Linked DNA regions of Mus musculus: regions 1, 2, 4, 5 and 6 are each linked to region 3. Evidence: chromatin contacts called from public HiChIP or PLAC-seq, capture Hi-C and promoter capture Hi-C data. All regions are on one chromosome and are shown on one strand. The core of a region is the stretch at or near the end of the contact, and the rest is flanking DNA. Distances in the headings are between cores, read along the strand shown.

Region 1 (4,074 bases), core at 795-3,294, 1.7 Mb after region 3:
AAGGATGGACACACTGCCACTCAGAAGCATCCCCTTCCCCGACAGATGTGCCAGGTGCTACCATGGAGCTCTGGAAAGGTTCCTGCAAGCCAGACTGCCTGGTATCGCTTCTAGCTTGATCTCTTCATTCTCATTGGCTCTGGTCATCGGTTCTGACCTACATGCAAGGCTTCTACTCTAGGCTGTGACAAGAACTGAACCAGGTGCAGCTACAGAGCCTGCAGCTGGGCTTCCAAACCAATTCAGGCATAGGCAGCTTGGGTGCTTCAGGTCCCTCCTGCTCTCAAGATCTCACTGTCTACTGTGAGAGGTTGGGGCCCATGGGTGATCCTGCCACTGTCAGCTGGCATATGCTGAGTTGTCCCTCAGTTTGTTTGCTCACAGTCACTGATGTGCCAGGTTCTGGGACAGGTGGCACTAGAAGCAGATAAGCTGGCCTTTATCTACAAAGGTCTCTGGTCATCTCTAGCCCAGTATGATGCTGGGATCTTAGACTTAAGAGGCACCATGGTGGTAGGGTACAGGGTGCATACATGTTAGGGATGTGTGTGTCTTCTTTCAGAAGTCGCTTTTGAAAAGAACAAGACAGTGAGCCCTAAAAGGTGCTTTGACTGCATGGCCAGCACACATGGCCGTCCTGCATCCATACTGAAGGAAGGGAACGGTATCATTAGCCTACAGGCTCTGGTGTCCTCTTTACCCTTTCCTTACCTCCCCCCTCTCCCAGTTCCCCCTCCTTGACCTCCCCCTCCCCCAGTGTCCCTCTCCAACCTCCCTCCTCCTCTAGTTCTCAGCAGCTTTTCAGAGTCACTAATGCATCAGGATGACCCACCAGCTTCTCATGCTTGTGCCTGGACCAGGTTCCAAGTCCTGTGAGGCACCTGCCCTGGTACCCACTTTGGAGATGGGGCACTGATGCTGGGTGAGATGGAAGAACTCACCTCCCCACCTTGCCTGGTGATGCTCTAAGAAGTGACACCTTGGAGACCTGGGCCCGGAGGGGTGATGCTCGTGGCCAGGAAAGCTGTTGCTGTGTCTTACTAAGGCCTTGTAATCAGTTGGGAGATGGGTGTGTGTTAAATGACACACATCTGGGCCAGGGAGCCATCAGGCTCAGGGGTTCACCAACTTCAATGCCCAGCTACCCCTGGTCTTTAGCCCATCCCTTTTCCTGAGACTTGTGCCCTGGGTATCTAGGGGAGTCTTGTACCCTGGTTATTACTCAAAGCCCTCAGAAGGAAACAAGAGCAATCCTTGTGGCATAGAAACAGAACAGACAACAGCACCAACTCATTTCCGATGAAAGCAAAGAACTGTGTTTTTAGTTCAGGTCAGTAGGACATAGGTGTGTGCTCTGTGAAATCTTCCTGCATCTGTGAGACTCAGCTCTCTCCCAGGCTTGGACACAGTGGGGTGACACTCGAGGTGTTAACACATTTCCTCTCACATCTTCATAATAAGAAGGAGGGCCTAGAGGACCTATGGTCCAACAACAACAACAACAACAACAACAACAACAACAACAACATGATTCCACTAAGTCCGGAGGAGGGCAGGTGCCTCCTTCATGCACCTATCTGCTTTCTTCTTGCTCCCAGAAGACAGCCAAGAGGAAGCCAAGAGGGCAGCCAAGAGGAAGTTTCTGTACAAATAGCCTCTCACCCTGGGCTCCGGTCCAAGTCTCCCGAAGGCACCAGCTTTTAGCTCAAAGGAAGCTTTTAATTAAAACCAACTGTTTAGCCCCAAATGGGCTCCCCAAGGATTTCGCCCATTGTGTTTAAGGCATCCAGAAGAAGCCCAGAGTTCAGAAGTAAGGTGTCGCTGCACCCTCCCTGAGCCAGATTCCCTCTTCTGGGAGTTCTGCAAGCCCCAGGTCCTTGGTGCACTCACCAGCCTCTCTCCTGGGAATGCCCAGCCTGTAGCTCTGGCTCGGTGGGTCCTGGCCTCTGCTCCTTTCTCTTAGCTCCTGAGAGAGAAACCCCAGGCACCGAGCGAGGCCAGTGTCAGGGTGCACTGAGCTAGACAGAGCTGTGTGCGGGGATCCAGGCAGCTGTGGCGCCGGTCCTGCCCAACTTGCGGCTCAGATCACGTGGGCTACTCCTGACCCGCCCAGCTCCGGGATCGACGTGCACCCCAGGGTGCCTGGACAGGCCAAGAGCAGAGCGGACTCCAGTGGCCCTCCTGGGAGGCGCTGAAGTGGGTATGGAGGACAGAGGCACCTTGTCCCCAAGCCGGTTGAGAGCAGAACACGCGTTGGAGTTGTGCGCTCATTTCCACCACTGGGTTCTGGTCCCCCATAGGAGGGATCTGCTGGCAAACCGCATCCTCTGAGAACACGGCACCTCCGCAAATATCCATTTTAACTCTTTACTTAGCTTCACAGACAGGGAAACTGAGGAAAAGCGCCCTACCCAAAGTCACCAACTTCTTAGTGAGACTGTGAGCCCAGGTTTCCAGCTGGAGTCGCTGTCCCCCAGGCCCTCAGATGGACTCACAAGCGGCCCCCCCCCCCCAGTCCGGCCAAGGCCTTGACTATTGAAAACAGTCCAGTAGGTCTGTGGTCTGAGAAGCTCCACCCAGAGATCTGCCCTGGATGTTGAAAGAACATAACCTCCCCCCATGCCGCAGCATAAGAGCACCCTGACCCCTTCCCTATGGCTATATTAAAAAACCAACCAAACAAAAATTCACTTAGCCAAGTGTGTGCTAGTTCACACCCAAAATCCCAACACTTGGGAGGCTGAAGCAGGAGGATTGCTGAAAGTTTCAGACCAACCTGTTTTAGTATTGAGTTCCAGCCAGGCCAGCCTGAGCTACAGAGAGAGGCCTCTACTCTTTGAGGACAACTTTTACAACTCAGTGCTGGCATCTGCAACATAGAGACAGGGCCGTAAACAATAACTAGCTCCAGGGTGGACAGATGTGATAGTAGCATTTATTCCCTGTCAGCAGGAGAGGAAAGGGAACCTTAGAAGACATGCTTTGGGTCATCTGCAGATGTGTGTGTGTGCGCGCGCGCGCGTGCGCGCGTGTGTGTGTGTGTGTGTGTGTGTGTGTGTGTGTGTGTGTGACTGAATATGTGATTGTGTGTGTGCATATGACTGAGTATGTGACTCTCTCTGTGTGTGCATATGACTATGTGATTCTCTGTGTATGTGTGCATGACTGAGTGTGTGAGTCTCTCTGTGTGTGCATATGACTGTGTATGTGATTGTGTGTGTGTGTGTGTGTGTGCATATGACTGTGTATGTGATTATGTGTGTGTGTGTGTGTGTGTGTGTGCATATGACTGAGTATGTGACTCTCTCTGTGTGTGCATATAACTATGTGATTCTCTGTGTATGTGTGCATGACTGAGTGTGTGAGTCTCTCTGTGTGTGCATATGACTGTGTATGTGATTGTGTGTGTGTGTGTGTGTGTGCATATGACTGTGTATGTGATTATGTGTGTGTGTGTGTGTGTGTGTGCATATGACTGAGTATGTGACTCTCTCTGTGTGTGCATATAACTATGTGATTCTCTGTGTATGTGTGCATGACTGAGTGTGTGAGTCTCTCTGTGTGTGCATATGACTGTGTATGTGATTATGTGTGTGTGTGTGCATATGACTGAGTATGTGGTTGTGTGTGTGTGATTAAGCAGCAGCTGTGTGACTTGGGATTCTTAGGAGAAGCATGACTTTCTGGCAGCCTCACCCTGAACAGGCCGCCCCCCACAGCCTCACTGCTGTCCGGCACCTGGTGTTAGTAATAAACTCGACACAGCAAGTTGCTTTGGACTCAATATTCACAGCACACCGCCACATGAGCTCCTGGCAAACACTCACTAAGGCCAGCAGAAATCCGTTTCATCCTGTCTGATGATGTAGGCTATGTACTGCACGGTTGCTTGATGTTTACTGGTGGGCAGGTTCTTTTCGAAAGATAATTCTGCTACAAATCTTACTGTAGAAAGGAATATCAACACTGTGTATTTAGTGTGCCTCAGATGGTGCAGACATGATTGCAGCCATCCTTCCACACTCAGAGCATGATCCCTAGAATAAAAATGAAGTTCGGAATTTCAATTTGAGT
Region 2 (4,710 bases), core at 2,085-4,584, 1.7 Mb after region 3:
AGCTAATAAGATGGCTCAGGGGACAAAGACAATGCCAAGCTTTGTGGACTCCATCCCCGGAATCCACAGAGGGGAAGGATTCCTTTGACCTCAATAAACGCACTGTGGCAAGTGTGTGCAAAAAATATGTTCATGCATATATGATGAGTGAATAATAATGTAATAAAGAGGGGCTGGAGAGATGGCTTAGGGGTTAAGAGTGTGTTTCCTCCTCTTCCAGAGGGGCCGAGTTCTTCAGATCCAGTGTGGGGCTTATAACGTCAGCTGTGGGGGATCTGAAGCCCTCTTGCTGGCCTCCACAGTGCTGCACGCACATGCGAGAACCCACACAGAGACTCATGCGCATGCATATATTTAAAAGTACATTGGAAAGTGTTCACAAAACGCTCACACATGTTTAGGCAGCAGTAGGTCCAGCTGTTCCTGTGGGGAATGGGGTAGGAAGTTCTAGAGATCATAGGATAGCAAGAAGCTCTCATAGGGTAGCTGTCTATGAAAACAGAAAGTCTCTGTCATGCAGTGTTTGAACAGAGGTTGAGAAGGGTTTGCATAGGCTCCGCAGCCCTTGCAATTGTACCCAGTTTTATAATTTTGCCTTGTTTATTGTCTCACTATGAACCCAATGCTATCTTGCCCCCCCCCCGCCCCCAACTGTGTTTCACTCCCTGAGTACTGGGATTATGGGTGTGTGTCCCCAAGCCTGGCATAGTTCTGACTTCTTTTGAAAGGTGAATGGGTGCCCTGGAAGTTATGTGCATGTCCATGTGACATACTAACCTGGCTTAGTGAGAATTCTTGCCAGTGCCCAAGGTTGATGAACTGTCTGGAAATTGGCCACACACACACACACACACACACACACACACACACACACACGAATGACTTAGGAACTGCTCTGTCTTGTTTCCACCGCCAGCAGCAATGGTTCTAGTTACAATCTGAATTTTGGAGTTGTGGGTCCTCATCAACGCTGAAGTAGAGTTTATCCCATGTTAGCCCAGAGAACACATCCTTTGTTTCTTAGAGCCCTGAAAATTTCTCTCCCACAGCAGGCAACTCTCAGCACCTGAATCACACATAATCACACAGGCCAGCCAGGCAGGGGCTGCCTTTAGGAGTGAGCAGACAGGTGTCCAAGTGAGCAGACAGACTGGTCTAAGAGAGGATCTTGCAGGAGAAGACTACCCAAGTGACCTTTGGCATGGGGTAACTCGGAACACAGAGAAGGAATGCACCCCCAGCTCTTCTCAAATGTCTGGATTCTGGCTTATCCTGGTCCACCCTGGGAGAGGATCCGGTTGCTTGAAATCATCCGGAACACCAGTATACTCCTAGACACAAGCCCAGTGGTAATGGGGGAACCCGGACTCTAGGTAGCAGAATCCTGGGAAGGGAATTTGGTGCATACACCTCTTCCTGCTCAGGGCTCCAGTCTTCAGGGGAGGTCATGTTACAGGAAAAAGATGAAGATGTATTGTTAAAGTCACTGGAGCCCTTGTCAGCTGACCCTGAGTTGAACAAAAAGAGGATTGTGCTTGTTAGTCCTGTCTCAACCAGACAAACCCTCTAAGAGAGGCTCTAGAGGTCAGAGAGGGCCTCTTCTGACTTTGAGAACGTAGGGTGTCATGTGAGAGGGGCCTATGAAGAGATCTGTTACCCCAAGAACTCTGAGCAGCCAATAGAAATGGGGGAGTCTCAGTGCTTCTATCCCGGGGAACTGAAGGTTCTGCGAACATCGTGTAAGCTCAGAAGAACTGTCCTGATTGCCTTATCTATGTGGGAAGACCTGCCCCCGTCAAGGGCAGCACCCTCTGCACAGCCCATATATAAAGGGCACAGCAGTAGGAAGATTTTTGGCCTTTTGCTCAACTCCCTCTTGCCTCTGAGTTGATTCCTCTCCTTGCAGCTATTCCTCCACTGATGTCAGAACCAGTGTTTCCAGCCTTCTGATGTGGACTAGACACCAACAGTTCTCCAGAAACCAACTAGTTTTGCAACACCCCCCAATTCCCCTGAGACTGCAGAGGTCCCCAGCCTCATGAACTGAGCAAATACTGGGTTGTTTGCCCCTCTAGAGGGAGACAGTTACAGTGGGATTGTATCTCACTGGTGAGGCAGCCAGCCTCACAGACCAAACGGCTTCTAGAGTCTCACTCTTTCAGTGGGATTCAGCGTTTGTTACTGTTTTTATGTAAGTTGACTTAATACATTCGGCACATATAAAGCTCTTTCCATTGCTCCTTGTGCATGTGTTGCAAGGGCAGGTCCAGCCACCCACAAGTCTGTCTTCAGGGTACTGAATCGAGATTAGAGTTTAAATAGAGGGCCAAGGATAAGCACCTCTATTCTGATCAGTCTCAGACAACGTGTGGTCCCGCCCACCACGGATCCGTCATTATAACAACATGAGAACTTCAGTCTCATTGTAAGGTAGTCCGACAAGCTGTTAGAAATGCATGCAATCTCTTCCCAGGCAGTGTACTCCCCAGTACAAGATTGCTAGGAGAATGCCCACTCCTTTGGGCTCGCTGTTTCAACAGTCTGATGTTCAACAGTCGAACTGAGCTACCTGTTACCCTGCAGCTCTGAGACTTGACCTCTCCTTACAGCTCCCGAGCTGTTGTCTGTCTGTCCATGGGGTTAATAACTCTTTATAAACCCCTTTGATAACCCCCCCCCCCCGCAACAACCCATCTCAGTGTCCCCTTGAACTCCGGAGACCTTTGTACCAGTACCATTTCCAGTGTAAACCGAAAAGGCCACGCCCACACATCTCTACCCACTACAAGGAGGATAGAAGCGGTGCTGGGTGCCACACCTTGGATGCCAATCTAGGCACAGGGAATCAGGGTCCTGTTCAGAAACAGAATGAGGTTCTTGGTCTTCAAGGCTGTGGGGGCACCCAGACGTGTGGACAGGGTGTGCGTCCTGGAGGACAGGGTGACAAGAAGAAGGCCAGTGGCCTCTGCAGAGAAACAGGTTCTTCAGGGTGCATTGGAAAGCCTCTTGGGAATCCACGACAGCTGCCCCCTCCCCCACTTAAACGGTGCTGAGTTCCCCATTGGGAACACAAGCTGGTAATCCAGGTGAGTTGTGAGCACAGAGAGAACACGCGATTGCCTGGGACTTGTGGCTGAGCACAGGAGAACTGATTTCCATCTTTCTTCAGCCTAGAGTTTCTCCTTCTGGGGATCCTCCAGCCCTGCCCAGGCAATTACCTGCTCCAAGGCACACCCATCCCAGGCTCTGGCCCCGGCCCTGCCCATCTGGCATGCGGCCTCAAACTGGAGATGTTTACATAAATTAAGAAGTGAGCTCGCTCGCTCCTGTAACAGAAGAGCTGTTCTCTAAGTCTGTGATGCTTTCTGGTACAGGTGAGACCTGGAAAGGGCTGAAATTCAGGGCTGCAGCTCGGTGAGGAGGCAGAGAGCCACCAAGTGTGACTTCTAGCTTACTCTGACCCAGCTGATCACATGATCATGTGGGGACTTTGCACCGGAGTTTACAGGAAGAGTCCTGCCGGCTGGGGCCTTGGTGGGAGCAGGGGGCCTGCTCACTTCATTTGCTCGGCTGCTGGTAGTCAGTGTGCACTGCTCTGCCCACCCCGCCCCTGGCAGGACCCTGACGAGTCATACAGCACCCAGGGGAAGCACAGCCAGGGGAAGAGAGGGGTGCCTGCGGCCCTGTGGGATGGTGGTCTGTAGCACTCTTCTAAAGTGAACAGGTGAGTCCTTTTTAGATTGTGTTGTGCTGCGTGTGTGTGTGTGTGTGTGTGTGTGTGTGTGTGTGTGTGTGTGCTGTGAGCATGTGTGAGTGTGTGTGTATGTGTGTGTGTGTGTATGTGTGTGTGTGCTGTGAGCATGTGTGTGTGTGTGTGTGTCTGCTGTGAGTGTGTGTGCATACAGATGTGTGTCCCTGTGTTCTCAGGACCTGAATCAGAGGCGAATCTGAAACAGTAGACGCCTTGAGTTTGTTCAGCACCTATAGTGTTCTTGTTTGGGTCACATTGAATTTTCCTTGCAGAAAGTTCCAGTTAAGGGTTTTGAACATAAAAGGCGAGTGTGAGTGAGTGGGTGCCTTGTAAGGAAGCCTTTTCAGATGGCTGCAGAGGCTCCAGCAATAGCAGAGAGCTTGGCAGACTCTTCCAAAAACTCTCTTCTGCAGCTTGCTGTCAAATGCCATGTTGTTCTGAAGTTCGGTGTCTGGAATGGACAGCTTGGAGGATCTGGGTGAAGAGGAAGGGGTGCAGCTTCCTGGGGTTTCCTCCTTCCCTGAATGTGTTTTCTTAGGTGGAAGAGAGGCAGGCTTGTGACTGCTGAAGAAGGACCCAGTCAGGATGGGAAGAGACTCCCAATTGCAACCACTGCCTTCAGAAAGATCCAAATTCTAGAAGAGGGGGCAGGTACCACATCTCCAACTTTCCCTCCAAGTCGAGGCTTCTGCCTGGCTGCTATTGGAAACTTGCAACACACAGTCACTCAGAAAGCAACACGAGCACATCTGCCGTGGTCTTATCTATTACAGAGAAAAATAATTAATAGCAGGAAAAAAATTCAGTGATAGGGGAATGAACTATCAAAGCGAGATAATTGTAGAAATCTGACGCAGGCACGTGGACACTGTGTTTGATGCTATGACCATTAGGGCAGAGTGTGAGATTACATCAAAGCTGAGGTATTGTTGTTGTTATTGTTGCTGCTGTTTTGTTGT
Region 3 (4,089 bases), core at 1,587-4,086:
TCGCCTGAACTCCCCCTCTCCCCTCCCCCACATCATCATCTTCTCTGCTCATCATCCTCCAGACAAGGACAAAGCCCCACTTTGTTTTGTCCTGTCTCCCTTTTCTTCTCTTTCCATGGGAGCAGGTACTCTAACGGGTAAGAGGTGCATTCAGAGTGACTCAGACTCTACTCCTGGCTGGGAAGGTGTCCTCCTGGTGTCAGACACTGGAAGCACCATCCACTTGGTCTGGCTGTATAGAAGATGCTCTTCTAGCGGGGATAATGAGACAGGCACCGAGACTACCTGTGTCTTGTCTTTCAGATCCCCACACACAGCCACCAGCTATGCCCTACTGGCCTTTCTCCACCTCTGACTTCTGGAACTACGTGCAATATTTCCAGACCCAGGGCGCCTACCCACAGATCGAGGACATGGCCAGAACCTTCTTTGCACACTTTCCTCTGGGGAGCACCCTAGGCTTCCATGTTCCCTACCAGGAGGATTGAGCAGTGTCTAGTCTTCTGCCTCCCTGGCTGCACTGCCCGGGGCTGAAGGTAGTTCAGAGACACGGGGGGTGGGGGGAGTGGAGCACATGAGCAATAAACTCTCTCTGAAGCTGCACACTGCCCCTGTGGGTTTCTTTCAAGGAGCCGATGTATACTGCCGCACTGTGAATTAGCTGGGCTTCATTCTGATGAGCATGGGGCATGCCTTTAATTAAGACATACATCATTTCTATCCATCAATCACTGTCCATCAGGCCTTTCAGTCTTAGCTGTCACTTTGTCATTCTATCTTCACAATGACCTAGGGGTGGGGTATGGTGGCCCCAGATAAGGAAGCTGAAAGAAAGACACCAGGACAGCTTCACTTGTTAAGTCCACATGCCTAGTTAGGCAAGCCAGACAGCCTTCCCTCGACTGCCGGGTGAACTGCAGTCACATTGGGGCCTGGCACCCACACTCGGTACTCAGCATGTTCCTGGGAGTAGCAAGAATCAAGTAGCCAGAGCCCTGTCTGTGAGGGAGAGCCATAGCCCACACTTATAATATCTGAGGAGAAGACTCCAGGCTGAGGCTGTTGGGGGAAGGGGAGTCTCCCTGGGCAGTCCTCTGGTTACGTTAGGATATGAAGGCATGTGGCATAACACTGGGGCAGCCTGTGTTACAGGTGATGAGCCTCCCTGACATACACAAGACATGCAAGCCAAGAACACAGCGGCAAATGCCCCGCACACCAGCAGGAAGAGGCCTCCCTGACATACACAAGACATGCAAGCCAAGAACACACCGGCAAATGCCCCGCACACCAGCAGGAAGAGAAACTAACAGGAGGCTCCCCTTGGCTGCCTGCTTGCCTCTGTGTCCTTAGTTTGACCTTCATGTGGGTATCTCAGAATGGCATTGACCTGGCATCTGGGGTTCTCCAGTTATTTCTTACACACCCGGCACAGTACACTCAGGCTTAAGGGGTAGGAGTGATTGTCTAGGCTCAGTTCCCATTATATCCTGGCTGAGTAGGTTTCCCTAGATCTGTCCTTACCTGTGATCCCCATTTTCACTCTAGCAGCCTGCACCCCAACCAAGCCCCTGACACCTCAAAGTTGTTAAAGGAAAACCCAACCAAACCAAAAACCCAATCCTACCCAACCCACCCACCCACCCAACCAACCAACAGTTCTCCAACTCTTTGAACGCAGAGGAAGGGAAAACATCCAAAACCATCAGGAGAGGCACAGGAGCAAAAGCCTTGAACTGCTGGAGAGACTCAGCGCAACCACAGTAGCAAGAGGGACTGACAGTCAAGGGGCAGGGTGGGGGTAGATGGGAAATAACTCAGGGGTAACACAGACGCTTTGCTGAAGTCAGGACCAGAGGACATCGTCTGGGGATAGTGGAGGGTGAAGAGCCCTATCAGACATGGAGAGCAGGCAGGTATCAGCTGGATTTCAGGCTTCTTGCTACAGGGATACTTGTTAAACCTGGATTTTATCAGGAGGTGCTCAGAGGATCCTAGGGGGACATCCAGGAGACTCACTAGAGTATTCTAGTCTGTCAGAGCATCTCAGGCCCTCTCTGACAATGATCCACACCTCTCTGTCCCTTCCCCATCTTTTTTCTTTCATTCATTCTTTAAAAACCATGGTATAATATAGCACCCTAACATGTATCCCCCTGGCCACCTCTCAGGGGACAGTCCAGTCATTTAATGGACACCTTCCCCCCCAACCCCACCGCACACCTCTAGAACTTTTGATTTGCAGATCTAAAACTGTGTCCACTGAGCAACCACCATCTCCAACACTGCTGCATTTATGAGTCTGACTGCTCTAGGGATCACTTATGAGTGGTACACAGCGTTTGTTTACGTTTCACTTAACAACATCCTTAAGGGTCCTCCATGCCCATAGCTTAGGAATCCCTTCTTAGTTTTAGGATTCCACACTATCTCACCGTGTAGATAAAGCCCATCTTGTCTGCGTGCACTGGGTTGCTTCCTCCTTTTGGCCGAGGTGACCCTGTGAGTGATCACTGAGCGTGGACTACTTTTGGATTTCTGTTACCCCCAACAGCACCCGGGGATCCAATACCCCCATCTTCTAGCCAATCCATTACTGCCTGCGAATCCTAAACAGTAGCCATTCGGATGGTTTTGAACTGCAGCTCTGCTGGGAAATGGAGAGTCTCCTTTCTCCGCTGACAACTCGTGCTGTGCGGTGTTGCTGGTCCTTAGACCGTCATCTAATCCGCTGCCCTCTTTAGCTCCCAGAGAGCTGCCCTGCAGCCAGGCCAGCGAGTGCCACCGAGGCGCGGTCCTCCGAGGTCTAGACGTGCTCGGAAGAACGCCGGAAGTAGAAGGGGCTGGCCGGAAGTGAGCGCAACGCCGCCTTGTCGAGATGAAACCCGCAGTGGATGAGATGTTCCCCGAGGGCGCGGGGCCCTATGTGGACCTGGATGAGGTGGGGTGGTGGCGGCGCGGAGCGATGCGTGGGGGTGGGAGCACGCCTGCAAACCTGCGCGGGAGCCCAGGCCTTTGGGGATTCAGAGGCTGGGGAAGCGGGAGCTGCCGGGGACAGTCGCAGGGCCCGCGACTGTTAACGTGAACTGCAGCGAGGAAGTAGGGTTTGCTCGCTGTCAGTTGATTGTGGCTCCTGATAAATCTTCCAGAGAGGGAAGGCCCGAGCGAGGCTTACGCACTGACAGGCCTCAAGACCCCAAGCTCTGAGAGAAGGGTAAGGGATGGTGTGTGGTAACTGCGTGCTTGGTGCTGGGACTCGGTTATTTCGTGTAGACACATACAGAGTTTTCGAGCGATCCTGTGCTTTTGATTTCCACCATGGTCACAGATCTCTCCCTGATATGGGTGGTTATGATCAGGAGTGTCAGCCAGCTCTTGTATGTCTGCTTCCTGTTCCTCCTCAAAGCTCAGCGAGTAGGGCGATGCGGGAACGTATCCCCGGACCTGAGAGATGTCAGTTGTGGCCCGAAGAGGCCGGTTGCATATCCTAAGCAAGGGTAGGGTGGGGTGAGGGTGCCCTACAGACGTATCCGTGGGGTTTTAGTCGGCTCAGTTGAGGCTTAAGAGAGGAGCTTGCCCTGATCCAAATATTGAAGGATGTGCCCTGTTGACCTTGGGATATAGATGACGAGAGCCATAGTAGCGGAGCAGAGCGATGCTCCCTTGTCCACTAAAGGAAGGGGATGCCTTGTTGTTTGTCTTATGGTTTCTATTGCTGTGACAAACACCATAACCAAAAAAGCAAGTTGGGGAGGAAAGGATTTATTTGACCTACATTTCCAGGTCATCACTGGAGGAAGGCAGGACAGGAACCTGGAGGCAGGAGCTGATGCAGAGACCATGGAGGGGTGCTGCTTGCTGGCGGGCTTGTTCACTGAGGCTTGCTCAGCCTGTTTTATTATAGAACCCAGGACCACTAGCCCAGGGATGGCACCACCTACTATGGGCTGGGCTCTCCCTAATTGAGAAAACGTCTTACAGCTGGATCTTGTGGAGACATTTCCTCAACTGAGCTCCTTCCTCTCTGATGACACTCTAGCTTGTGTCAGGCTGACACACAAAACCAGCCAGGGCATAATTGAACACCGA
Region 4 (4,299 bases), core at 729-3,228, 1.2 Mb before region 3:
CGTGCTCCGATTGGCCGGAAAGTGGGCGGGGCAACTCAGGGGCCACCCCTAGGCTTCCGGCCGGCTGTGGTCGCCAGGCGGCGCTGTGGGGCTTGCCCTGAGGGAACGCGGATGGGCGATGTGCTCGGTTCGCAGTTTGCAATGTGGAAGCTCTGTCTCTGGCCCAGCCGGATTCCAAGCCCTGGCAGGGGACTCCGCTTGCACGTGTGCTGGCGCCAAACCTGCCAGCCGACACCTGCCGCTCTTCCCGCGTTGTTCAGACACCCGCTGCCTGTGGTTTCTCCTGGCTGACGGGGCCTCCCGGAAGGAGACCCCCTCACAGGCATCGGTTAACTTCCATGCTCTTTGTGGCTGTCTGGTCCCGAGGGGGGCGTGCCCACGCTGGACCTCGGTTGCTTTGACTCGCACTTCGTGAAGAAGCCACGCACCCCTCGATGCCTGCAAAAATACATTTTACATTCCTACGGCAACTCTGTTACAGTTAATGAAACAATATAACTAAAATCCAGGGTTTACCAGAGTCCACTCTTGGTGGGCTCTAATATTTCTGAGAAGTATTAAGTATCCCCCTTATAGCATCCTGAAGAATATTTTTCACTGCCTTTAATTCTTTTGGTCTATTACAATAGCGCGCGCACACACACACACGCATACTTGTAACCAATAAACGTTTTAGAGTCTCTGTAGTATTGCTTTGCTAACATGCCATGTAGTTGCATTTTACAGTACACAGTCTTTTCAGACTGGCTGCATTTATCATTATACAGTTCAGGTTCCTCCATGTCCTAGTAAGTAACTGATAATTCACTTTTTACTTCAAAATTATTTCACTGTGTAATTACCAGTTTATCAGTTTGCGTGTTGGAGGACATCTTAGCTGCTTCCATATTTAGGCAAATGTGGCTAGAGCTGATACAATCATTTGTGTGCAGACATAGTTTCCAACCCATTTGGGTAAATATTGACTTCATGTTAAAAGTAGAGTGCTTTCTTGAGAAACAGCCAAGCTATCTTCCACACCGTTTTTGCCTTCTCCTCTGCACTGACAGTCTCCTTCGCTCCACGTCCTCACCAGCATGATGAAGGGTTAGAATTGTAGATTTGGGCTATTCTCGAAGAGGTGAAATTATCTTAATTCATGATTCCTAACAATATGTTTGTGTTGCACATTTTTACATATGTGTCTGGCATCTGTGTCACTTCTTTGGGTGTTAGTTCAAATGTTTGCATAAACCTTGATCTACCTCCCAAATGTTGGGTTTATAGGCTATGTCACTCACTATATCCAATTTATTCTGTGCTGGGTATGGAATCTTTGTTCATTAGGCAAAACATAACCCAGCCCAGCCTTTGACTGCGGATCCTTTTTTCTCTTCCTCTAGAGTACTGTTGTTTGGGTTTTTGAGCCTGGGTCTCACAATGTATCCCTGGCTGGCCTGAAACTATGTAAGTGGCCTCAGACTCACAGAGATTTGCCCGCCTCCTGCTCATGTATTTTCCCTGACTTTATTTTGTCTGTAAAAACACTGCTAGGGGGAAAGGAATTTAAAAGGGGGGGGGGTGGTTTCAATTCTGCCCACGCTGCAAATAAACCCATTTCCTTCCACCAACTTACACTAAAACGACAAGGAAAATTCCTGAGCGGTTCGAAAATGCTGCAGAAAGTACATCTTGGGGGTCGATGTTCCTATCCTTAACTCCTTTCAGAGCCTGATCATCACATGGCTCCTGTACGCGCGCAGGTGTGTGTGTGATAAGAAACTTTTAGAACCCTTCAGTAGCGCGCTTAGGGGCATAAAAATTTGATTCCGTTACAGGTCTCGAACTTCCACGTGACCAGAGCCTGCGCAACCACAGTCCTTAAGATTGGTGCTCTTCGGGAGCGGCGAACGGAAGTTCCGCGAGTTGGCGCTCGCTAAACTGCAGACTCCCGGGCCTAGATTACGTCACGTCCGGAAGCTGTTCCCCGCAGGCCACAGAATTCGTTTTCCAACCGGAAGAGGGCAGGGCTTCCGTGCACGCCGGGCTTCTGCTGCATCTAACATTGGCGGGAACCTGGCAAGTTGACCGGTGCTGTGCGGGCGATGGCGTCGCGTCGGGGAGCGCTCATCGTGCTGGAGGGTGTGGACCGTGCTGGCAAGACCACGCAGGGCCTCAAGCTGGTGACCGCGCTGTGCGCCTCGGGCCACAGAGCGGAGCTGCTGCGTTTCCCCGGTGCGCGGGTGGGCCTGGAGAATTCCCTCACTCTCTCTTTGGGTTGTAGTCTTAGTATCTTTAAAAGCTTTTAGAACATCTATTTATTTATTATTGTGCATGCGTGTGCTGGCTAGTCTATGTCAGTTTGACTCAAGCTACCTCAATTGAGAAAACTGGCCCCACCAGATTGGCCAGCAGACAAGCCTGGAAGACATTTTCTTCATTGGTCATTGATTTGGGAGGGCCCGGCTGGTGGAGATGGCTTAGTTAATAAAATACAGGCTGAAATGAGAGCCTGGGTTTAGTTTCCCAGGTTAAAAAAAAAAAAAACCTAGTACGGTTGCTTATCCAACCGCTGGAGAGGTGAGACGGACTCGTTCCTGGGACTTGTGAGCCAGCCAGTTCAGCCAAAACTGAGCTTCAGGTAGAAGCTCCTCTCTGAAAACACAAGGTGGAAAAGTACTGAAAAGGGAACATAAGGTTGACTTTTGGCCTTGCGCCCTGTACACTGGACACCAACCCCTGATCCTACAAATTAAGTAGGTTGGGAATTGGAACAACCACTTTGCAGGATATTTTAATTTTCAAACCAACCAGTCAAAAGTCTTACAAGTACTTTTGAAATCAAGACTTGCACGTACATTACTTCCTTTTCTCGGGGAGACTTCTTTGGCTTCAGAGATGGTCCAAAGCTGTCTGGAGGTTGAAAGTTAGGTGTAGGTGCAAGGAGAGAACTTAAGTGCAAACCCCTGTAGACTTCAGGTGAAGAGTCTGACTTCAGTCGAGTGTATCTTTGTCTTTCTAGAAAGATCAACGGAAATCGGCAAGCTTCTGAATTCCTACTTGGAAAAGAAAACGGAACTAGAGGATCACTCCGTGCACCTGCTCTTCTCTGCAAACCGCTGGGAACAAGTGTAAAGACCTGCGTCGTTGCTCCCCGGTTGTAACATGCACACTTTTGTGTGTGGCAAGGGTGCGAGCACCTGTGTGTGGCATGTGTGCAAACACCCGCACGTCGAGACCAGAGGCCAGCTTGGGAGGTTTCCTCTACCCTACCATTCGACGCCGTATTTGAGATAAAAAAATCGACGTATTTGAGATAAAAAATCGTCGTATTTGAGATAAAAAATCGCCGTATTTGAGATAAAACATCGTCGTATTTGACCATCGTATTTAACCACATCCGGCTTGTTTTGTTTTATTAAAAGGTTTTTTTTTTGATTTGGTTTTTGGTTTTGTTTTTTTGATACTAGGTTTCCCTACATAACAGTCCTGACTATCCTGGAACTTGCCTTATAGACCAGGCTGGCCTCATAAAAAATATGTATTCGTTTTTGTGTAATATAAATGGCTACCTGTATGTGCACCTCATGCATACCTGCTGCCCAAGGAAGACAACTCCTGTAACTAGAGTTACTGAGAGTTGTAAGCTGTCATGTGAGTTCTGGGAACCAAACCTGGGTCCTTGGCAAGAGCAGTAAGTGCTTTTAACTGCTGAGGCAAGGTTTGTTTTGTTTTGTTTGTTTTTGTTTTTTCGAGACAGGGTTTCTCTGTATAGCCCTGGCTGTCCTAGAACTCACTTTGTAGACCAGGCTGACTTTGAACTCAGAAATCTGCCTGCCTCTGCCTGGGATTAAAGGCGTGCACCACCACACCCGGCTTGTTTTGTTTTATTAAAAGTTTTTTTTTTTTTTTTTTGGTTTGGTTTGGTTTTTGGTTTTGTTTTTTTTTTGATACTAGGTTTCCCTACATAACAGCCCTGACTATCCTGGAACTTGCCTTATAGACCAGGCTGGCCTCATGCCTAGCTGAGATAATTTTGGGATACACTGGCCTTTGTGCTTCTGGGTCCTGTCTGTCTCCCTAAATGTCTTTCTTCCTGCTGGCTTATATCTGGGTTCTGGGGTACTAGAAATCCAAACCCCAGTCTTCCTGTTATATGGCAAACAGTTTATCCATAGAGCCACATCTCCAGCCCCCAGCCTTTTGTTTTTTGTCTTTGTTTTTAAGATACTTGGTCCCCTCTGTAGCTCAGAGTGTCCTCTAAGTAACGATAACCCTTCCTTCTCAGCCTTTTAAGTGCTAGCTATTTTCATTTTCTTC
Region 5 (4,345 bases), core at 1,772-4,271, 1.3 Mb after region 3:
TTCAGCAGAACCTCAGATGGGATAAAGGGGCCTGGGGGGCCCTGAGGACCTGGTGGCCCTGGGGGTCCTGGCAGGCCAAGCTGGAAGGGAAGGTAGAGGTTAAGAACATTTGAGGGGAGAGGTGACCCTTCTGCCGGGTCCTACATCGAGGCTGGCAGGAGAGCTCCCGCCTTGGCTGTGGGCTCTTCCCTCCGTGTGGAGGTCCTTAGGGCTCTCATACTCCTCTATCATCAAGCATGGAGTGCAGGCATGGGCAAGGATGGGATTGTGCAGATGTGGAGCTTCTTAGGGGCTGTACAGGGCACGGCAGGCTCTGTATGCAAGAGCCCTACAGCTGCCTCTCTGGATGTGATTCCCAGATAAAGACCACCCAGGCTGCTTCTGGGGACGTGAATCTCAGTCTGGCCTGAGACACAACAACAAGTCTCCACTGCACTTGGGAGTTTATACTGGTCTGGGTCAGGACCTAAGGGAAGGAGGCAAGCTCCTGCATAGAGAAGCCTAAGCAAGGCCAGGTAGCCTAAGGGGGCAGGGCTGACCACACACACATACACACACCCAGGCCCAGTGAATGGGTCAGATCCTGGGCAGGTAAGGCTGACCCTCAATAGAGAAACACAACACACACTGAAGCCCAGCCTGGATCCAGAGTTACTTGGAGGAACTCAATGCAGGAGTCAGTCATCAGGTCCAAGTGCCAGCTTCCTGCCCAAGCCAGGGCCATACTGAGAGGCTCCCATCCTGTACCATTCCAGCAGCCCGAAGCCAACCCAACTCCTTAGCATATGTTGGGTGAGCTTCTCCCTCTGGCCATGAAGGGAAATCTGGGGAGGACCTGGCATCCTGAGGGCTCCTAACTCCTGACTTGCTGGACGCCAGCTTCATACTTGATCCTTGTTTCTTTCCATGGCTTCTGCTGTTGGAAAGGGTACTAGGGGCTCGGGGAGGTGGTGGGCCCAAGCTGCTCACCTTCAGCCTCCTGGCTTTGCTCCTCCTCTTACTGTTGATCCCCTTGTCACTCTGCTTGACGAACAGCATCCAAGCATCCCGGGGATCCACACTGTGTGCATGCGCAATGGTGGGTTCCTGGAACACAGATGGCCACAGTAGGTTTGCTTGGTAGCATCTTGCCCTTGTCACTTGTGTTTTCAGAGGTAGTGTCCGACCCATCCCCAGCCCATGGAGGAGGGAGCCCAGGCTGCAGGAAGGTAGGAGTGGGGCTCCAAAGCAGGTGCTCTGGGATGTATCTTCTTGCTTTTCCTTGAGTGTCACCGTCCTTTGACAGTCACTGGAACCCACAGTTGCTTAGGAGGTGACTATGAATATATGAATACTGGGTGACAACAGGTCATTTTGTCCCTCCCCACAGTCAGAAGTGTCAGGGAGACCAGCCTCAGGGCCACTGTGGTCACAGGGCATGGGGAGCAGTGGGGCAGAGGAGCCGGATGTCATGACTCTAGCTAGGCCTTTACTTTTCTCAGCTTTCTAAAACACTGGCCCAAGGATTCAAGCTCTGAGAGTGGCCTTGTTTCCTGGCAGAGGCCTTTGGCAAATAGGACAGTTAATAGGCCTCTAATGGTCTGGGTTCCATGTAGGGCTACCAGCTAGGAAAGGAATGAACCATTCAAGAGGCCTTAGAAGAAGTCAAGGGCACAGACTCCAGTGTCTGACAGAAAGACCCAGGATCTCAAAACTACCCAAACCGGGGTCTTGTGGGTCACAGGCCAGGCTGCTGTGTCAGGATGATGGAGGCTTCTATGCTTCTTGCTGTCTGATGCCCTCAGTGGACACTCACAGTGCAGTGCTTCCATTATAGGTCAGAACAGGTGTACTGACCCTTCCAGGGGACCGGTGGCCTGTGTACAGACTCGCACCACTGTCAACTTGAGGGCAGCACCGAAAATACATGGAGCCATGTTGGTCAGGGGCCCCAGGAGTTGGAGTGGGAGCTGGGTTCCAGCTATCAGGGAACTGGTGACACCTTGCCCCTCCCAAAGAGGGTTCAAGGCCAACATTCCACTGGGAAGGTCCAGCCTACTCCCCACTTCCTGGTGACTATGTCTGGACCTCATGAAAGTTTTGAAGGCTGATGGCTGGGGGTCAGGGGGAGGCTTCAGACAACAAGGACATGTTTACTCCCACCAAAGGAGGCAGAAATGGGATGGTGGAAGGACCCAGGGATGCCTTGCAGAGGGAGGTATTGTAACCATCTCCAGCTGTCTTAGTGGATGTTTTGTTGGCCCCTGGGGTGCTGAGAACTGAAGAGCGCGCTGGCCTGGGGTTTCCTTGTGCCTGGCCCACAGCATGAGCGATCAACTAGACCCTGAAATTCTTCCCTGAACTCTCACCAACAGGACTGACCAGCTCCAATGAAGGCTACCAATCCACCCTCCCCAGGCCTCTAGCCACACCCTCCCCAGCCTGCGTCTCCACCCCAGCAGTTCAGGTGGAGATCTTGGGAGGGATCGCAGGCAGAGCCTGGTTACATCACTCCTTTCCCAGACGCAGTCACCTAACAAAAAGGAACTAGATCTGGGAGCCCCGCTCTCTCACCAGTCTTCCAGTTTCACGAGGAGCAAGTTAACTGCATTTCACACCTTTCCCAATCTCTCCTACTGGCCTAGTGGAGTTCTGCCGCCAAAGCCACGGTACAGAGGACGCATCCACCCAACCCTGGGTCTCACAGAGCCCCTGAGAGCGACGTATCCCCAGTGTTGGACACTGCGCAGCAAGGGGTGCCACCTTCCCCACCGTCTTAGGGCCCCCCGGGACAGGAAGATGTGGGGCGCGGCTGCGTCTTACCGGCGGGCTGTTGGCTGGCGGGGCGGGCAGCTCGGCCCCGGGCGGCTGCGGGCGTGCATGAGTCCCCACGGGCTCCGCGGACTCAGGGACACCGAGGCCCATGGCGGCGAGTAGGCTGGCGCAGGCGAGCAGCGTGCGAGCTCCGACGGGGCGGCGGGTCGAGGCCATGCTGGCGGCGGCGGCGGCAGTAAAGAGCACGGCTGGTCAGGTCGGCGCCTTATAACGCGCTTGAATCCCCCGCCTCGCGCGCGCCGCCCTCGCTGCCGTCGCCCCCTCGCGGCTAGGGCACGCTCTGCAGGCACAGGGGACCCTGAGGAGGCGGGCGCCCGATCCGGTCCGTGCACGCCTCCACTTTGCTGCCTGTAGCCCAGGGTTAGCTTCTCTTCTCCTAGCCCTGCACCCGAGGCTTTCTAAGACACCCCCCCCTTTCTCTAAGGACACCCACTGCACCATTCTGCACGTCTTCTTAGGACCTCCCCCCGCCCCGGGTCTCTTCTTTTCTCATGGTTCCAGGCCTTAATGACAAGTTGAGTACCTGAGAATATGGCAGCCCTTATGGCTCCTCCTTTTCAAGCTGGGGAACCTGGAGCACTTTTAAGGTTTCCCTGCTCTTCCCCACCCCGGATGTATCTGCACAGCTGGCACCTCTCAGGCTCCAGCTACGGAGTCTGCTACTAGCAGCTACAGAGAACTGACCCAGTCTGGCTGAAAGGTCGGATCCCTCTGATGTCCTAAGCCAGGCAGATGGAGCTCAGACTGCTGCCCACTGCCCACCACGGAGCATTCAACCAGGACAGATGTGGCAAATCCTAAAGGATGAACTGCGAGGAGGCCTTTTCTGGGTGGTTCTCCTCCAGAGAGGCAGGCCTAGCTGCCTTGAGCTGCTGTCATTACATTGGCTGTAGATAAAGCAGCACACCTGGGTTTCTTTGTTTCTTTTTTTGTTTTGTTTTGTTTTGTTTTGTTTTTTGTTTTTTCCTTTGTTTGCTTGCTTGCTTGATTTGTTTTAATCTTAAATTGTGTGCGTCCAGGTGCCCTTAAAGGCTAGAAGAGGGAGTCCAAAGAAGGGACTTGATTTGGGAAGCATGACCCTAAGATATCAAGTGACCCTGCTCTGTTCACAGTGAGGGCCCCAGCTGGAGCGCTGACAACCAGATCTGTTGCCATGTGAAAGTAGTTATTTTCCCAAACAACGGACTGTCCTAGTGATGTCATGGGTTCTTCCAGAGGGCCCAGATCCAAATAGTTCTGGTACTGGCATGGCTTCCTGGACCCTAGCTCAAGGTAATGACGCGGTCCAGTTCAGGCGCATAGCCCCAGAGCTCTAGCCATTCAGGAAAGGTTCCCGCATGTTTGCAGGGTCCTGTTTGAAAGCAAGGTCCTCAGGAGGACAGGAGTGCATGGCAAAGCTCACAGGGCGCTAAGCATAGGGTCCACAGCCTCAAAGGAGTGGCATCTCTGATTCAGAAGTGGGACCCTTGAGTGTGGTGGTGCCTGGGTCTGAGTGAACATTCTGAGTGAGTCGGGCCCGGCAGGAGAGCAG
Region 6 (4,419 bases), core at 983-3,482, 1.3 Mb after region 3:
GGCTCTAGAGGTGTGGTGGCATTATAGTCCATATAGACCTTCCTGGAAGAGAGAATAGCCTGTAAAGTTTGGGGAGGCAGAGTATAGCAGCAATACTCTTTTGGGGGACCACAGTGAGGGTCTTCTGCATCTAGAGTGAAGGCCCAGGTAGGCTATTAGACCTCAGCTCTCCATGTTCTCCCTCCTGATGGGAGACACCATGGTTTCCAGTCACCCAGTAGCTGCCCCATACAAGATGGCCATAATCTCCCCTAGCATGAGGCTGACTGATGGCTGGAGGCCAGAGATGCGGCCCAACTCCAGGAAGGGAGGGAGGAAGGATCTGCCAATGGCTGGGGAGTCCCACATTCCCCTGGGTAATTTCCCAACAACTTGGAGCCATCTGCCCCTTCCAGTCCTCCAGGAACTGCCTCTAGGAAGGAGCTTTGTACTCATCTTTGCTGGAGGCTTCCCAGGGCTATGGCTGTCCCCTCCCTGGCTTTTACTGGGCAGGTCTCTCCCTGGGGCAACTTGCATTTTCAGTTTTTCTTGCCCCACCCCCACTCTACCTAAACTTTTTAAAGTCTGTGCTTCAGCAGATCTGTTTGGATGAGGCTCCAGGGTTCGATTGGAAACTGTAGGCCGCACGCAGCCTGGCCCTCTTCCTTCCCTCCCTCCCTCCCTGTCTTCCGCTGTGGACCCATTCATCATCTGACCCAAGAGTCACATGCTTAGTGTCCTCTCTAGGGAGCAAGTGATGAGCAGCTCCAGGAACAAGCAGGCTTTGTCTTCCTATGTAGGAACTTCATCCACAGGACACAGAGTTCAAAGCCCCAGAGACCCTCCCTAAGGAGAGTTATCTGCTTGTGTTCTCACCAGGGTCCCAGACCTTCGGAAATCTCTATGGTAGGCAATCGGGCCTGAAAACAGTCATTATTTCACTTGGTTTTACATCAAACCAGTGTTCAAGCCGATGCAGTGGTGAGCCAGCACACACTGCCCAACTATGTCCAGGGGAGCACGGCAGAACAGGCAGGAAGAAGCTTTCATCTCCTATCTTTGCTTTAAGTGCCACGCAGTCACCTGATCTTGCAAGGCTGGGCTTTGTAATGTGGACCTACCTGACCACCCTGGGGCTGGAATTCCCATTGCCGCAGGCTTTGCCTGTGTCCCAAGTCTGTTCCTTCCTAGAAATAAAGAGCCCCCAAAGTGCTGCACACCCATAGGCCTGCCAAGTGACTGGTTTTCCCATCTATAGCTTGGCCGAACTGGTTTATGGTTTGCATTTTATCAGCGATTGACTCTGTTATTAGCGGGCTTCCTAGAGAAAGTGAAACTGCTTAATAAACGTCTGGTATAGGCTCAAGCCACCAGGCTTAGGCCTTTATGAGACAGGTTCTCACTGTGTGATCCAAGCTGGCCTCCAAATCACAATCCTCCTGTCCTCAGTGTTGGGATTATAGGCAAGTTCCACCATATCGGAGAAGGCAGGAGTAGCCTGGACTACATATCGAGGCCTTATGGGGCTGAGGTGGAGGAGGGACCGGGGGTAAAAGAGAAAAGAGAAAGAAGAAAAAAATGAGATGGGGATGGAGAGGGGGCTTCTGGTATAACACATTCCTGGGTGGGAGAAGGCTGAGCCAGGACCTCCGGTTCCTTGCGCGCCAGGGGAGGAGGTCCCACAGCCCAGTGGACAGCAAGAGAAGGCAGGTCTCCCCCACTGTCCTGGTGCTCCTAGGGTTCCCGCCCCAAAGCCCACTTTAAACCTTCGGGTGGTCAAATGGGCCCCAAAGTCCCGTCCCCCCCCCCCGTTCCCCCCCGTCCCACAGCCACGCCATCCTAGACTCTAAGCAGCGGCGATTCTTGTAAAACGCAGATAATCGCGATTCGGCTGCCAGTTCCAACCTCCAGGAAGAGCCCATTCCCTGGGAAGAAGCCCGAAACGCGGGAGGATGATGTGGCCACACTCGGCACAGTTGTCACCCGTGGGCCCCCTTCTGCCCTCAGCTTGGGCGGTAGCCTGTTCTCTCCCGGTTCCTGTGGCCGGACGCTTCTGCGTGTCCCTTCCTCCCGCCTCACCATACACTCACTGAGGTCCCCCAGGTGTCCCTAGGCCCTGCGGGCTCCTTGAAGGGAGCGCACCTGTCGGGTAGGCTCTCCACACTGCCCAGCGCGCCATTTCGCGCCGCGTCCATCCCCCTGATCGCCGGCAGGTCACCCCAAGCCTGAGCGCCCCGAAGTCTCTGAATGGGCGGAGCCTCGGGTCCCGGAGTATCCGCATTGGCTGCGCTTCGCGCTTTGGCCAATCTGTGAGCCGCACGGGCCCTGCCTCCGCCCCTGACTGGTTGATTGGTCATGTGGGGTCAGGTGGCAGTGGGACGGAGCTGGAGACTACCTTAGTAGGGCCACCGCGCTGCCGGTCCTATCTAACCGGTCATCGGCAAAGCGCGCGCCGCTCATGGCGAGTCATCTGGGTGCTCCAGCTACTGGCACCGTGCTCTGGGAGCCCACCTCCCTGGGCTGTCACTAGTGACAGAAGGACCAGTGACTTCACCGGTCGCCGCAAAGTTCATGGAAGTAAAAGTGTTAGGATGCGCGGTGCAATGAGAGGCACCGCAGCAGCCAAGACTGAGCGCCTGGAAGGGTTGGCGGCTAGTGCTCGCTGGACATAGGATACCCCACATCCGCCTTCGCGAATGATTTAATTGCCTGAAATTAGGAAGTTATGTGTTGATACTTTTGAGGCGATCTAGATCAGAGGTGAGCTAAGCAGGGCTGTTAAAATTATGGAAGGTTATAGTCACTAGGCATGCACATGGTGCTCGTATGTAAGTGCAGACAGACGCATAAACAGACTCATACACATAAAAATCTTTTTTTAAACAATTGAAAGGCGTGAAGCAGGACAGTAGTAGTACTGGCCTTTCATCCCAGCCCTCCAGAGGCATAAGCTGGCCAATCTCTGTGAGTTCGAGGCCAGCCTGGTCTACAAAGTGAGTTCTGAACGTGTGTTTTATTTTTTATTTTTCAAGTATAATGCTAACTTTATTGTAAAATGAGATTCTCTGGGTGAAGCATCAGCAACACTAGTCCTGCCTGCCATTATGTGGATGAAAACAGCTAGACTTCTGTCTGTCAGTGAGACAGTAACAAGCACTGGATAGACATTGTAAGAAAACGGTGAACATGGCAACCGCTAATGCAGAGTGAACATTACCCAGCATGAAGTCAGTGAAAAACTGAACATGACTCTCATTGTATGGATTGAAATAAGAAAAAGAATATGGTAATTTTACCCATTACACTTTGTAAAATCAGAGACATGAATTTATAAGCAGTGCCTTTAATAAAGACGGTAATTTAATTTCAAATAAATATATTTGCTTTCTATTCCTTTATCGTGTATTTTATTATGTTTCTAGCTGGCAAAACCCACCCGATTATTGAACTCAGTAATAACCCAATCCATGATGCTCCATCTGTCATACATCTAACTCACTTTACATACACTGCAAGTTCACATAGCATCCCTATAAACTGCTAGAACCTCCCGAGCCCAGTGTGACTGGCCTTTTGGACAAGGCAAGGGAGGGTCCGTCTGAGCATCCTCAGATTCAGCCTGCTCTTCCCACAAGTGCCAACAAGGGGCAGCTCCTAGCTCTCCTGCTCCTCGTAGTGAGCGTAGCCACTGGCATAGGTCCTTCCTAAATTCAAGTTACTGAACAGATCTGATGACTCAGCATTTGAGTCCTTCCCATCTTCTTCCTCTTCATCCTCTGCTTCATCCTCCTCCTCCTCATCATGGTATCCAGTATCTCCATACTTGTCCGACGCATCATACCCTTCTTCTCCTCCAGTCTGCCTGCCAAATTTCAAGGAGCGTGTTGACATGTTAAGATCCTTTGTCTCCTGTGTTTCATGCCCACATTTAGGGCAAGGAGGTTGTTTTCCTTTTTCTTGCTTAAACACTTTGCTCCTTGTATGTTCATCACAGAAACAAGCCTTACAGCGGAGACATGAATGCTGGCCAAGTTGACTGCAGGAAACACATTTAAATGTTTCTGCTTCTAAAACTTGGCAGCTGGCTTGATGCTCAAACTGGTCATCTTCACAGAGAAAATTATGGCAAAACGAACAGCTGAATATTCTTCCTCCATGGTCCCATACCCCTTGCTCACATTCAGGCACAGGCATGGGTGCTAAGACACTTCCTCCCATGGCAAACCCAAGCTTCGCAGAAGTCACATATTGCACCCACCATAACAAGGCCAGTACTGTACACACCAGCATGCTTGATAACACAGTCTGAAGACTTCATCATACACTTTGTTTTCCCACACTGTGCACAAATTGGTAACTTCTGAACAGAATTACAACAATAGCAAAATGCTCTATTCTTCTGCCGCCTCTGACATTTGTCGCATTCCATTGAAGCATTGC

The links. Promoter capture Hi-C pulls out the DNA fragments that hold promoters and counts their contacts. HiChIP or PLAC-seq counts read pairs in DNA pulled down with a chosen protein or histone mark. Capture Hi-C pulls out chosen DNA fragments and counts their contacts.
Region 1: a contact with region 3 is called in a promoter capture Hi-C map of liver, with 4 times the contacts expected there. The contact joins the promoter of Mlph here to the promoter of Cops9 in region 3. A contact is called at or near these places in 5 of 39 promoter capture datasets (embryonic stem cells, hippocampal neurons, liver and 1 more).
Region 2: a contact with region 3 is called in a promoter capture Hi-C map of embryonic stem cells, with 4 times the contacts expected there. The contact joins the promoter of Rab17 here to the promoter of Cops9 in region 3. A contact is called at or near these places in 1 of 39 promoter capture datasets (embryonic stem cells) and 1 of 9 other capture datasets (liver).
Region 4: a contact with region 3 is called in a promoter capture Hi-C map of pre-B cells, with 4 times the contacts expected there. The contact joins the promoter of Dtymk here to the promoter of Cops9 in region 3.
Region 5: a contact with region 3 is called in a capture Hi-C map of macrophages, with 4 times the contacts expected there. The contact joins the promoter of Erfe here to the promoter of Cops9 in region 3. A contact is called at or near these places in 8 of 39 promoter capture datasets (embryonic stem cells, frontonasal cranial neural crest, hippocampal neurons and 4 more), 1 of 115 datasets of contacts at active chromatin or transcription factors (astrocytes) and 2 of 9 other capture datasets (liver and macrophages).
Region 6: an HNF4G HiChIP or PLAC-seq map of pancreatic cancer cells shows a contact between it and region 3. The contact joins the promoter of Scly here to the promoter of Cops9 in region 3. A contact is called at or near these places in 5 of 39 promoter capture datasets (embryonic stem cells, liver, pre-B cells and 1 more) and 2 of 115 datasets of contacts at active chromatin or transcription factors (double positive thymocytes and pancreatic cancer cells).

The regions. Positions count from the first base shown.
Region 1 is chr1:90,913,070-90,917,143 of GRCm38.p6, reverse strand. It overlaps Mlph (melanophilin), which reads right to left and starts at 2,044. Exons shown (of 16, transcript NM_053015.3): 1 at 1,891-2,044.
Region 2 is chr1:90,968,244-90,972,953 of GRCm38.p6, reverse strand. Rab17 (RAB17, member RAS oncogene family) reads left to right here and starts at 3,334. Exons shown (of 6, transcript NM_008998.4): 1 at 3,334-3,724.
Region 3 is chr1:92,640,732-92,644,820 of GRCm38.p6, reverse strand. It overlaps Cops9 (COP9 signalosome subunit 9), which reads left to right and starts at 2,836. Exons shown (of 3, transcript NM_001163425.1): 1 at 2,836-2,941. The coding sequence starts at 2,879. Otos (otospiralin) reads left to right here. Exons shown (of 5, transcript NM_153114.2): 5 at 304-603. The coding sequence ends at 488.
Region 4 is chr1:93,799,613-93,803,911 of GRCm38.p6, reverse strand. It overlaps Dtymk (deoxythymidylate kinase), which reads left to right and starts at 1,978. Exons shown (of 5, transcript NM_001105667.1): 1 at 1,978-2,214; 2 at 3,002-3,110. The coding sequence starts at 2,085.
Region 5 is chr1:91,365,106-91,369,450 of GRCm38.p6, reverse strand. It overlaps Erfe (erythroferrone), which reads right to left and starts at 3,021. Exons shown (of 8, transcript NM_173395.2): 1 at 2,803-3,021; 2 at 970-1,086; 3 at 1-80. The coding sequence starts at 2,970.
Region 6 is chr1:91,296,151-91,300,569 of GRCm38.p6, reverse strand. It overlaps Scly (selenocysteine lyase), which reads right to left and starts at 2,232. Exons shown (of 12, transcript NM_016717.3): 1 at 2,122-2,232; 2 at 1-42. The coding sequence starts at 2,174. It also overlaps the pseudogene Gm7785.